2 separate regions of the Oryctolagus cuniculus genome follow, and region 2 is linked to region 1. Evidence: chromatin contacts called from public Hi-C data. All regions are on one chromosome and are shown on one strand. Each heading gives the region's core, a stretch centred on a gene start, on an enhancer-like site or on the middle of the called end of the contact. The rest is flanking DNA. Distances are from core to core; before and after follow the strand shown.

Region 1 (6,637 bases), core at 1,271-3,770:
CCGTTCGATCTCCAGGCGAGGCTGGATAGAGGTTGCAGGCCGTGTAGTAACCGCGCCGGCTTCTGCCCTTCGCTGGCTGTTTGGTAGACAGCATGAAGAATGCCCACGTGGGACAGTAAGGGCCACGTTACACTCTGAGATCAACGGCATGCTAGCGTGCCTGTTTCAACAGAGCCAACCGGGTCACACCCCCGGGCAGGCCCAGGCACTGGGAGCTAAGATCCTCTGGCTTCCCCATTCCCCTCAAGTCCAGAGGACACCAGGCAAACCAAACATCTCCATCTCCTGGGCTCTTGCCACCCAGCGTGCAATCAAGGGTGGTGGAACAGCTGAACCGCGGCCACCCAATGACTCCTCCCTCGTCAGGACATCCTCATGGAAGCAGTCCCCCCTCCTCCCCAAGCAGGACTTCCCGTGGCCAGACGTGGAGGCTTCTCTGCGCAGCCTTGCAGGTCAGCCTGGAACACTCACTGCAGAGCAAGAGGATGCGCCCAGACCTGCTCAGTCACACCAGCACCCACCACAGCTCCCAAAACAAGCGTGGCCCAGGGCGTGGGACAGCAGCACAGGCAAACAGCCGGCAAACTTGCCTCTTACCAGTCCGTGCTGCCAATGGGTGCGTTTTCTCAGCACTTGCCAAGGAGTTCAAGGCCACACGTAAGCTATCCAGGGAGGGCTCTCCAGCCAGGAGAGGAGACGCATGGATCTCAGCAACCACGCTGTCTCATGCTAGACAGGAGCACAGAAAGTGCACATTTCTGCCTAACTGCCCGAGGCCACCTTCTCACCCAGTTTCACTCAAGGTGGGCCTGGTGCACAGCCGATGCCCTCAACACACTGGCGGAGCACCATTCGCCGGATACAAAGATGCTCCTGGGGCTGGCGCCGCGGCTCACTAGGCTAATCCTCCACCTGCGGCACAAGCACCCAGGTTCTAGTCCCAGTTGGGGCGCCGGAGTCTGTCCTGGTTGTTCCTCTTCCAGGCCAGCTCTCTGCTGTGGCCCGGGAGTGCAGTGGAGGATGGCTCAAGTGCTTGGGCCCTGCACCGCATGGGAGACCAGGAGGAAGCACCTGGCTCCTGGCTTCGGATCTGCGCAGCACGCCAGCTGTAGCAGCCATTTGTGGGGTTAACCAGCGGAATGAAGACCTTTCTCTCTGTCTCTCTTTCTCTCATTGTCTAACTCTGCCTGTCAAAAAAAAAAAAAAAAAAAGATGCTCCTGGAAGGTAGAGATCAAGTGCATGCAATCGCTGTGGCTTAATGGTCTGTGCACAACAGGACTTCCCAACATTTGGGGCAGGACAAGCCTTCGCGATAGGGGTCCTATATACTATAGGATCTCTGGCAGCACTCATGGCCTCCACACGCTCGATGCCAGCAGTGGCTCCTCTCTCAGCTGTGACATCAAGTGTCTTCCAACATCGCCCATTGAGAAAGTCTGGGTTACAGCCATTATGTCATCCCTCCTGCTAAGGCCGTGTGTTCTGGGATTTCTCTGTGTTCCTAAGGAAATTATGCTTCCTAAAACCTGACTTCAGAATCTTATTCTCTGTTCATTCACAATGTTGATCCATTAATAGAATAAGTAAACGCAATGCAATTTGTGAACAGAAGAAGGTAGCAGCCATGCCCTTGCCCACAGCACCTGCACTGTCTTTGTCATTGGCACATCTTAGTAGGAGCACCCAGGAAGCCATCCTTGGACAGATTGGGCATTCTGTGACAAACACCAGAGATGTCCCTTCCTCCCAACACTTTACAAGAGTTGTTTAAACAAACCCAGAGCACTGGGACTTCAGCTCTGGGGGCTCAGCCTGCTCCTGTCTGCCAGGGGCACAGAGCTGGGCAACATGGCCCGTGCCCCCTCTGAAAGATCACCTGCTCCACCATGACCCAACAGCTGGGATGTCAAATGGTGAGGATCTTAATCTTAGGCTGCATCCAAGGCTGGCCCAGGAACCACCTTCCACATTTCCGTGTGCCCCTGCCTCCTGCTGCAAGGCCTGAGCCAGAGATGGGAGTCAGAGTTCATGGCCTCAAAACCCCATACTCCAACTTCTAAGCATCTCGCCAAGATCCACCAGCTGGCCCCTCTCACGGGGTGTAGGCAACAGAGGTACAGGAGCCCAATGACCCAGGTCAGCTGCAGAAGTAACTGTCAGGAGACGAGAGCGAGCCAGAGGCAGGTGCCCCTCGGGCAGGTCCTGCTCTGCTCTTCTTGCTGCAGGGTTGCCCAGGACACAAAGGCATCGTCAGACCCCGTGCCCGCTCCCGGCAGTGAGTCAGCACCGCCCAGCAATGCTAATTCCATGCTTATTCACAACTTATAATTTTAGTACCACGGGGCAAAGCTTTAAAAAAGAACCCTGAGAAACCCACCCACCTATGACACGCCAGTTCCCGACCGGGTGGACATCCTTAGTCACTGACAGCAGCTGGGCCCTGCTTCCTCGTCGCCTTGCTCTTCCCATCTCTAGACATTCTGCCAAGCAGACACTGACTCAGAAGAAGTCGGTGTAGCAATTCAGATCTGTGTGGAGGCCTTGAGAAGATCGGAAGGACTGGGGAATAAATATCCTTCCATTGCACTAGACTCTGGGTGTTCAAACAAGACGGAGAACAAGCTGTGCTAACACACCTGGTTTCCAGGCCAGGCTTCCCTTCAGCCCCTGAGACGTCAGGGTGGAGATGCTTCCCGGCTTGGAATGATCCTGCAAGGCCCGTGTGGGGGACTCCGTGCAGTACCTTGTCCCAGCATGAGCCGTCTCCGTGAATAAAACACCGTGCCAGAGACTCAGTCCTCCAACTCGGTTCTGTTCTGCCCAGGTCTGTAGGGAACCAGCCTCCCAGACCTACCCCCTTGCTTTCCCCAGAGTCAGAGTTCCAACCGAATAAGGCCAAGGCAAGTTCCCCAACACACAGACGGCTGCTAGTCTCTCTGTTACACAGTTCCTGATGACAGACTGCACCCTCACCCCCGGCAGCTGGTGCAAACAGTTGCCACCCAGGACCTAGGCAGATCTAGTCCCCACCCCTCCAGAAACATCACTGTGAGAGCCTGATGCAGTCTGTCACAAACAGGCCCGCGTCTGCCCTGTGTGAGGACCGAGTGTCTGGTGGAAGAGACCGTTCCCAGGGCACAAGCCAGACCAAAGCCAGATCATCTCACACCTCCATCTCAGCCAACAGCCCCTCTCGTATGTAGACACCCACAGGCACGCTGCAGCCGGGAGCGGGTCTGGGCCAAGGCAGGCTCCTCCTGCTCTGGGCACAAAGCACTGCTATGTCATAACCAACAAGATGCATGGACTGGAGGCCAATGGTTCCTGACATCTTTGTCAGCTGATCAAAGCCAAGGACTATGCTCAGAAAAATGCATTTTCACACAGAATTGACAGTATTTTCAGGGAGTTCAGACATACCCAGGGGAGGAAACACACACACACCACAGCCAGGGCCCACTAAAAACCCGTTCCTTGGTCACGCAGCATTAAAGCAAGAGGCACTATGTGCTTACCACTGGCCATGTGGCACTGTGCAACCATGTCTTGGAACCCAGCAGCAGGGCTTTCCAGACCAGCCAAGGGCTAGGCCTACAAAGCTCTGGCTTGCTCACTCCTATGTGAGCGCCCGTGCCTTTGTCCTCTGACCCTCTCAACAATGCCACGATGCGGGACCACTGTTTCCATTTGACAGATGAGGGCACTGAGGCTTGGAGAAGCAAGATACCCTTCTCAAACAAAACCCACACGACTCAAACAAAGCCAGGCACGACGGCTAACACACAGAGGGCCCATCACCTGCACCAGGCATCGCCAGCCTGGGAAGAGGACTTGCCCTGAAGTAGGAGAAAACAGCCCAAATCCTAAAATACTTGGTGAGGGGGGTCGCTGGAGCCTATGGCTAACTTTGCTCGCAAACTGGGGTGGTCTTCATTTGCACTTGCTTTTGACTGGTCAGGGGGTAAAAGCAAGCATGTAACTTTGAGGAGGCTCACGCTTTCTGAATTTGCAGCAAAACTGCAGAAAGACCACTCGTTTCAAGGAGGAAGCCTCTATTGCTTCATGCACGTACAACGTGGGCCACACAGAGAGCAAGAACAGCTCTGTATGGAAGTTGATCATTGATAGGTTATCTTAGCTGTAGTCATAGGAAGCCAAGAAACCGGGGCATCTAACATGTGCCTTTTGAGATACCAGTTGCCAAGCACAGGTGGTGAAGTCATCAGAAAAACAAACATTTCGGGAGTGGCTCCTTTGTGCCTGGCACTGTGCTAAGCACTAGAGATAGAGAGGGGGTGAGGCAAGGTCCTGACCGCATTGAACTCAGCATCTAGCTGGCGGGGGAAGGGAAACACATGACCAGCTGGAAGAGCAATGTGCTAACTGCTTCACCAGCACAGGAGCCTGGTGCCAAGGGCCAGTGAGGAGGGCTGAGTAATGACGGGGGAAGGTCTCAGACGTTCAGGAGGGGTCTCGGGAGGCCAGGCGAGCAGGAAGGAGATCCCAGGTCATTCTTTCGTTAAAAAAAAGATTTATGCTAAAGATAGAGTGATAGAGACAGAGATCTTCCATCTGCTGGTTCACTCCCCAAAAGGCCATAGTGGTTGCGGCTAAGCCAGGAGCCTGGAACTCCATCCAGGCCTGCCATGTGAGCTGCAGAGGATCAAACACGTAGGCCATCTTCTGCTGCCGCCCCAGGTAGATCAGCAGGAAGCTGGGTTGGAGGCAGAGCAGCCAGGACTCGAATTGGCACTCATGGTATGCCAGAGTCGCAGATGGCAGCTTAACCCACTGTGCCTAGAGCACCAGCCCCCAGAAGATGTTCTTGACAGAGGATTCAGTGTGCACTGAGACCCTGGGGGAGACCTGCTGGGGACAAGGGCTGGCGAGGTGGACCCTTGGTGCCAGGCTGGAGACGCAGGACGTGAGCCAGAAAAGGGAGATAGGGGCCAGATGACGAAAGCCTGTGCCATATGGAGACACCAAGAAGGTTCTTCTCCACAGAGAAAGGACTCGATCAGATCTGCGGAGCAGGACAATAGCTGTGACCTCGGCAAGAGAGGCAGAGCCTGTCTCCCAGACACAAGCAGGAAACGGTGCACACCTCTGCAACAATTTAAGCGGAGGACGGAAGGGTTGGATCCCAGCTCCAGCTGCCTTCCTGAACGAACCTGCATGAGCCAGCAGGGCGTGAGGGTGGCAGGCAGAAGACAGAACAAGAAAGGCCTGCAAGGCGTCTAAGTTAAGCAGCTGGCCAATGGCAATGTCCTTCAGAGAGGCAGCATGGAGATAATGAGTCGCATTCGGAACATGTTGCTTTGGAGTGGCCAAAGCAGAGTAGGTAAGTGATGGGTAGACGATAGCTTTAGAGGGTTAGAAGAGACAAAGCACGAGGAAAATGAGCCGAGAACTAAGGATATGCGAGGGTACTTCAAGAATTTCATGAATGTTGGGTATTAGGCCTAGTAGTTGGGATGTCTGCATCCCCCATCAGAGTACCGGGTTCAATGCCTGCCGCCAGCTCCTGACTCCAGCTTCCTGCTAATGCAGATCCTGCAAGGTGGCAGCATTGGCTCAAGTGATTGAGTCCCTTCCACCCACATGGGAGATCTGGATTGAGTTCCCAGATTCAGCCTGGCCCAGCCCCAGCAGTTGCAGGCATTTGAGGGTGAACCAGTGGATGAGAGATCCCTCTCTGGATCTCTGTTTCTCACTTAAACTTAATTTTAAAAATTAAGTTTATTTTGGTGCAAAAATGCATAGTTTTTTCATAACTAGTATTTTTCCATAAACTTTGTGAAGCCTTCTTATAGAACCTTAGAAATATTGGTATAGGAAGGAGCTCAAGGAAAGAAGAGCCTGCTAAGGCAACCAGAACAGCCAACTATGGCTCGTGGACAAGACACTTTCCAGGAAGGGGCGACCAAGCACCAAAAGCTACAGAGGGGCAAGGGAGTATGAGCCTTACGAGGAAGTCCCTGGACTGGGCAGGGAGAAATTCAGAACCCAGTGGGAGTGGGAGTGGGAGTGGGAGTGGGGGCAGCAAGTTCACACGACTCCTGAAAGGGTTTTGGCCAAGGAAGGAAGGAGACAGATCATCTGTCCTCACAGATAAAGCTTTCACTGTTCTCTAGAGTGGGACCTATTCCACGCCAGGTAGAAGCTCCCTCAGCCGCATCCCTTAACACTGGTGTTTAAGCTAGGCAAGAGCTTAGCAACCTGTACATGCAGTAGCCAAAGTCCAGAACTGGCTGGCATAGATGCTACTTGCAAGTGCCGCCAAGTGTTAAGAACTTCGATGGCCCTAGAAAATTGCTCACCGTCCCCATGAGAGGTGGAGGCTTATGTGGCCAACAGGGAGAAGAGATCTTACAAACAAAACTTGAAGCCAACAGCAAAGGTGGCAAAGGGACTGTTAATTTTGAGAACACCTAGTTGAAGCTTCTGGGAGGCAGAATCTGCTCAGACAGCACTCAGAATATTAGCAGCATACCTTAACAAGTAAGCAAAAGAACGAAACAATTCTAAAGTTTGCAGACTTTTAGACTAAGAAGAGTCATAATGGATATCCACAAGACTGATCTGCAAGCATGTCCACTATAGCTGTGTTTATAAGAGTAAAATCTGGGGCAGGCA
Region 2 (6,637 bases), core at 2,665-5,164, 110 kb after region 1:
CACCCCCACCTCTCGTTCGGTGGCTGATGGCGCTGACCCTGCGCCGCGAGGTGGGCGTTTCATTGATCAGGCTTGGCCTAGGGGAGGAGGGAGGCGGGCGTCCGGGCCTCGCGTGCCTGCGATTTAAAACCCCGGCGTGGCAGCGCACAGGAGAGCGGCCCGGGGGTTGAAGTATTGCACGGTAACGGTACAACCGAGCGTGTCAGCGGCCCGCCCGCCGGCTATTTATACCACGCAGATTATGCAACCCGGCTCCAGCCATTCATGCCCGGAGCTGGGGCCTGGGGCAGCGTTCCCAGGCGCCTGGGCAGCGTCGAAGTTTGCGCCCAGTGCTTGATGGCGAAAGCGCCTGGCTTTCCGTTCCTGCCGGCGGTGCTGGGGGGAGGGCAAGGGGCTGCAAAGTCACTCGGCCCAGCGTGTCAGCACGACCACGGCTTCTTTAAACATCACCAGAAAAGGCTCCGGAGTGCCTGAGGCGCGGCCCAAAGGCGCCCAGAGCCCGGCCCGGGGCAGACCGGAAGGAACTGATAAACCCAGCGCTAATGACACCCTCTCCCCCGCGCGTCGGAAGTGTCCTGGGCGCGCGGGTCATTGAGAAATAGCGAAGGGGAAGAGTGGGGGTGAGGCGAGGACAGGCCCCAGCGCAGCTGCGCGCGCCTCGCGGGGAGGGGAGCGGGGCCGCGCTAACCCCGGGGCGAGCTACAGCGCCCCCCGCCCCGCTCCCCAGCTCACCCCCTCCCCGCCCTCCGAGGAGGGGGCGGAAGGATGAGTGACTTATCAGATCCCACCCCAGGGGGCGTCCACTCGGCCGGCCCTGCGGGACCCGGACGGGCGCGAGGGGCGGATCGCAGAGGAGGCTAAAATGTCCGCTTCTCGCGGCGCCCGAGCGCGGCGGGCGGGGGCGGGGGCGGGGGCGGGGGCCGCCGGCTTCCGAGTGAAACCGGACCTGCGGGTCTACTGAGCATGCCCGTCCCGGGGCCGCCGAGGGTCGCTCCCGCTCCGTGCTCCGGGCTTTCCCGGCGGCTGGCGAGTGGGACGCGGGAGGAGGGTCCCGCCCCGCTCGGGATTCCGCGTGGAGAGGCCGGGGGCCGAGCTTAGGCTCCGCGGGTTTTGCGTGAAGTTGCGAGCAGATTGATACCGCTTCTGAAGCGTGACGATCTCGCTCTGAGTGTTCAAAGCCGCCCGCCGTCTGTTTTGCGGGTTGTGGGGGAGAGACGGGGAAGTGAGTCCGTAGCTCTTTCAGCAGTGCCATTAAATTAAAGCCCTGAATCCGTGATAGCCTCTGGGTGCGGGAGCAATCCAGTGGCCGCATAACTCCCTGACACTCGGATCAATAAGCGCAGCTTATTATTCGCCCAGTGTCCCCAATTCATTCTGTGGAGGCGCAGGAACATATTCCCCTTGACTGCAGTTGATGGGTAGGACCAGGAGGTCACCTGCTGCTAACATTTCCATCAAAAGGCAGAAGCGAACCAAAAGGCTTTATTTAGAGGAACACGAAGGTCTGGGAGCAGAGGGGAGTATTTGCTAATCCAACTGGCAGGAGACGGGAAAGAGCTGCCAGGAATCTGATATTTGCAGCGTGCTCTGCACAGTACCTTCACTGCACAGTCCATTTAATCTTCCCAGTAATCCTGTGTTGTGGGTATTATGCTGACACAACAGAGGGATGCAAAGCTCAGAGTAGCTAAGGACCCGTTCAAGATGGCCCAGCTGGAGTCTGGCACCAGGCGATCCCAGCAGGGACTTTGTGACTCCTGGACCTTAGAATGTTTTCCATTGTTCCCCTGGCTGCCTGGCCCTTGGACTCTGTCATTAGCAGAGAGCTGGCTGAGTGAGTGGTGACACAGCTCAGCTACCTGCAGAAATTAGTAACCACCTTGCATTTTGGACACTCTGAAACTGGAGGATGAGGCCAAAGAAATGCCGTTGGGCAGCTAATTTGGAAGTTCAGGAATGACTGAATGGGATGTTTTTCAGCATCCCCAGGAAGAAGAGAAACAGTGGCCACAGGTGAGCACTGGGCAGATGCCTTAGCCAGAGACTTAGAGAACAATGAAAACTTGGCTTTGTTTAGTGCCTTCTCTCAGACTCTTACTAGCCTCAAAAATGGAGACAGACAAGTTTGGCCTTCTTGGCCCTGTTTTATAAAGAAACTGAATAATTGCTAAAAGCCTCATGCAGGGTCTCAGAGAAAATCCAGAACCCAGGTGACCCACCCCATCTAGGGCACTTCTTGTACCACACATACCAGCACTAGCATGGAAGGTGGTGAAGCCCAGTCCATGTGCACCAAGAGCAGAGCTGTGAGGAGCATGCAGCCCGGGATAACCCCGGGGTTTCCTCCCTGTCTAAAGGTGAGACTTACCACCTTCAGGGCACTGGTGACTCTCCACATCCAGATACCTTTTCAAAACACTTGTATTCTTTATCTGATTATGCTATGGACAGCATGATGAGACATCTTGGGATGGGGTCCAAGTTTAGTCATGAAATTCATTTACGTTTCATGTACACCTTATATACATGGTCTGAAGGTAATTTTCTAGAATATTTTAATATTGTGCATGAAACAAAGTTTCAAAGTGAACAATTTTCCACTTGTGGTATCATGTCATTGCTCAAAAAATTTCAGATTTTCATAGTAGGGGTATTTCATCTACACCATATTTGACATAAATATTTAAAATTCTTGTAATTTGTTCAGTGGTTTCTATTTACTCAGAATTTGTGGGTTTTCTCATGGCATATTCTGGAGGATGGAAAAAGTCTACCGTGCTTGGAGAACAGAAAGGGTCAGAGACCATGTCCTTGGCTCTCTAGCAGGACTGCAGAAGCAAATACCCAATGGCTGTTTAATTCGTGGGACCCAGTGCAAAGTGCAAGTGCAGAGACCCTTGCTCAAAAATTATAAATAATTTCAAGACTGCAACAGGAGAGGCTGGAACCAAGCACAGCTTATGTCACATAGTAGTTGGCATGCACAGGAAGCCAGTCCTGCCCATTGCCCAGACCGGGCCTTTTTGGAGAGCCTGGGCCCACCCAGAAAATCTGCAGCAGGTCCCAGCCAAGAGACCTTGAAGATAATTTGAAAGGGGAGGAGGAGCGAGTGGAAGCAGGAGAGTGGCTGGGAGCGCCCCCTCTACCGATGCCAAAGCCCACAGGGCCGGCAACCTCTGGCTCAGAAACTACACGGCCTCCAAGGGGCCTAGAGCCATCCTCTATCAACAAGAGAGATTGGCTGGATCATTTAAAAACTATTTTGGGGTTGCCTTTTAACGCGAGAAACACCGCCGTTTCTATGAAATTCAAGCGTTTCTGGGCTGTATTGGATTCATTTTTATTTTTCTGTGCACAAATAATAATAATCACTTTAAAACGCCCGTTCCTCTATCACGACAAAAAAAAAAAAAAAAAGACCACGAGATTCACGTGAAACTGAAAAGCCTCTGCCATTCAGAACCTTGGCAGAGCCGAACGCCGTCCCTCCCCCTCGGTTTCTGGTTGGCTGGGTGCAGAGGCCAGGCGCTGCCACCTGCGCCGCCCAGACCCTCGCATGCGGGGAGGGGGCAGTGGTTCCCCTCCAAGCCCCAGCGCTCCAGCGTCCCAGCGCCTCCCCCACCCCTCGCCTTCGGCGTGGAATCCTGGGGTTTGGGAGGAGGGAGGGCGCAAAACGGGAGCCAGATGTGAGTGAGGCCTCCCGCGCCCGCCTCCTCCCTCCTCTTGGGCTCCCTAAAACCCGGAGTCCCTGCCCAGAGAGGATTCGGAGCCAGACCGACGCTGAGCAAACTCCGCTCCGCCGCTCCTCCGGGAGTGGAGGCCAGGAGGGAGGAGGAAAGGAAGCCGAGCATGCTCAGTAGGCGGGACAAAGTTTTTTTTTTTTCTCCTCCTCCTTTTTTTTTTTTTTTTTTTTTTTTTCGGTCGCAAGTAGGAAGCTTTTTGCACTCCACCACCTCTGGCCGCTGGGAAGACGTCATCGCTTCCGCCCTACTTCCTCCTCCTGTTGGCGGCTGTGAGAATCCAATATGGAGTAAATCGGTGGAGTCGAGAGATGGGGCTCGGACGGGGCGCCCTGCACCGCCTCCCAGGCGCACCTCCCCCGGCCGCCGACCGCTCCCCGGAACCGTGATTGGCCCGGCCCCCCGGGGGCGACCCCGGGCCCAGCCCCCGCCGGCGGCCGGCCCGCTCCTCCTCCTCCTCTCAGCAGTCCCCGCCGCTCCGAGGCGCGCTTGTTTTTCTCCTGCTCTCCCCCTCCGCCGTCCCCTGCCCCAGTCTCGCCCCTCCGCGCCTCGCGCGCCCCGGAGCCCCCGCCCGCCTCGCCCGCGGCGCCGCCTCCCCCAGCGGCTCGCCTCGGCGCCCCTTCCCCGCACCTTCCCCCGCACCCCGGCCGCCCTGCTTCCCCTTCTGCCTGCGGCGCCCCCTTCATCTTTAGCCGCTCCCCCCACCCCCACCCCAATCAGGCGATCTCTGGAGATGTGAAGAAGGGGGGTGAGCGGACAGGAAGATGAAGGGAGCAAAGCTGCCCGCTGCGGGACAGGCGTCTAGGTGAACAGGAAAATGACCGAAGAAACACACCCGGACGAGTAAGTTTGGCCGCGGGGTGGGACGCGGGAGCCCCGAGGGGGCGGCGTGGGGGCCGGGGCTGAGGACGCGGGCGGGGACGCTGCTGGGTGAACTTGGCGTGGGGTGCAGCGGCTCGCCGACCTGTCGGGGTCCGGGCGCGAGGTTTTCCTTGCTGAGGGGAGGAGGGGGCCGAAATTGCCGCGTGCTGGCGGGGGGCACGCCTGGGGTCGGCGGGCTAGCGGCCGCCGTGGGGGCCAAGGGCGCACGGGTGACCTCGGGGCGGTCCCGGCTCCCTCTCGCCACCCATCCCACCCTGCAAGCCTTGCGGCGGGAGCTGAAGGCTGACACCCCCGATCGGGCTTCCCGGGGTCGGTGGGCTTTTGCGTTGGTGACTTTGTGACTCCCGCCCGGCGGTCCCCTCCGGAGCCCAGTGGGGCCCAGGCTCCGCCATTTCGTTTTCTTGAATCGCTCTCATTTGCATACCACATTTTCATTCATAAAAACACGGCGGAGCGAGGCGAGGCCGGGTGCGGGCCGCGCGGGGGTCTGGCGCGCCGGGGTCCCGCGCTAGCCGGAGCCGCCCGAGGCCCCCGCGCGTGTGAGTGTGTGAATGCGCGCGCTTGCGGGCCGGCACACGCGCCCCGCGGGTCGGGGCAGCTCGGGGGGCGGATCCGCGGCGTGTGCGGCGGGGGCGGGCGGGAGCGTGCGGGGCAGCGCGCCGCGGGCGGGTGGTGTGAGTGTCTGGGAGCGTGTGCGCGCTCGCGTGAGCGCGTGCCCGGGCCTGTGCGCGGCCCGCGGGCCCGAGTGGAACAATGCTCCGGGCCCTCCGCCGGAGGGGCTCCTGGGCCGCCCGGCGCAAGACCCGTGTCGGCATCCCCTGGCCGAGGTGCAGCTCCCGGCCGGCCGCCCGCCTCGCGATCGCGGGGTCTGGCTTGGCCTTTGCACTCTCCCGCCCGAGGCGTTTCCAGTCGCGGGTGCGGGTGCGGCGGCGGCGGCGGGGCCCCTGGGCCCGGAGCCTCTGGTCTTCGGCCTGGGGTCCGAGCGGTCGCGGCCGCCGCCGCCGCTGCTTGGTGGCTGTACCCGCCACCAGCCACTTTTTTTTTTTTTTTTTTTTTTGTGAATAAGACGCTCTCCTTTATTGTCACATGACATGCCTCCTCCCCTGCACATTCATAAATCCGGAGCCTGCCTCGGTTCCTTTCATTCAGTGCTGCCATTAGCCGAGGTAGCGGCGGCCGGCTTGGGCGCACCGAGGCGCGCCGCGGCCGCGAGGACGCGCCCTGTAGGGAGGCTCCGCGCGTGTCTGCGCCGGGGGAGCAGCAGCAGCAGCCGCCCCACGCCGCACCGCCTGCCAGCCTTGAGACTCGGCAGTGCGGGAGGGGAAGTGACTCAGGGCTGGGTAGCAGGGAGCTTGAAGGTGTCTTGGAGCAGGTGATAGAATGCTGTGCTACTCTTAAGAAATGTACTCACTTTTTTTTTTTTTTTTTTAACACGCCTTTATCCTTTAGCGTCTGCTGTTGCCAGGCTGGGCAGGAGAGGGGCTGGTGTTCAGGAAAGGGAATTTCCTTCCTGTGGGTCCCCAAGGAGCCGTAACTGCAGTAACCCCTGATCCACCAGGCACCGGTGGAAAGGATCCCTCCTCTCCCGGTTTGCACATCGTCTGCCGCCTCTGCTGCTCTTTGTATTTTAGGCATTTGCTTTGCCTTCGTATACTGTGCCTTGAAGTGGCAAAGTGGAAAAAAGAAAAGTTGGGCTTTTAGTGCTGCAATGTGGAGAAGGAATACGCTGCTGGATAAGCAGGTGTTGTCATACAGGTGCTCATTCGGCCCTGTGCACCGGAGGGCAGCTGCCTCGCTCCGCCCTGGGGATTCTTGGAGAGGTTTGACCATTCCACATCCGCTTCCTTGGCTCCATCTCTTGTATGCACAGGCCTAGCTTGGCCCTTTTCACAGCATCGTGTCACCCTCGCCTCCCACCCCATCTGCTCTCCAAAGCCACAGGCTCAAGGGTGGGAGCACCAGGCTGTCAGACCAAGTGCTGTCAGAAACCCAGCCGAGACGATGGATACATCTGA

Evidence for each region. Hi-C and Micro-C count contacts between places; a contact is called where the count stands out from the background.
Region 2: a contact with region 1 is called in a Hi-C map of skin fibroblasts, with 4 times the contacts expected there. The contact joins the promoter of SPRED2 here to the enhancer-like site in region 1. A contact is called at or near these places in 5 of 6 Hi-C or Micro-C datasets (ear pinna, embryonic fibroblasts, liver and 2 more).

What each region holds. Positions count from the first base shown.
Region 1 is chr2:137,187,316-137,193,952 of mOryCun1.1, forward strand. No RefSeq gene overlaps it. Among named protein-coding and RNA genes, the nearest start is that of SPRED2, 110 kb to the right of the region's middle. Within about 2 kb of position 2,521, at least 1 of the 8 cell types and tissues checked has an H3K27ac peak or open chromatin away from gene starts, as enhancers often do.
Region 2 is chr2:137,293,707-137,300,343 of mOryCun1.1, forward strand. SPRED2 (sprouty related EVH1 domain containing 2) reads left to right here and starts at 3,915. Exons shown (of 6, transcript XM_017340722.3): 1 at 3,915-4,583. The coding sequence starts at 4,558.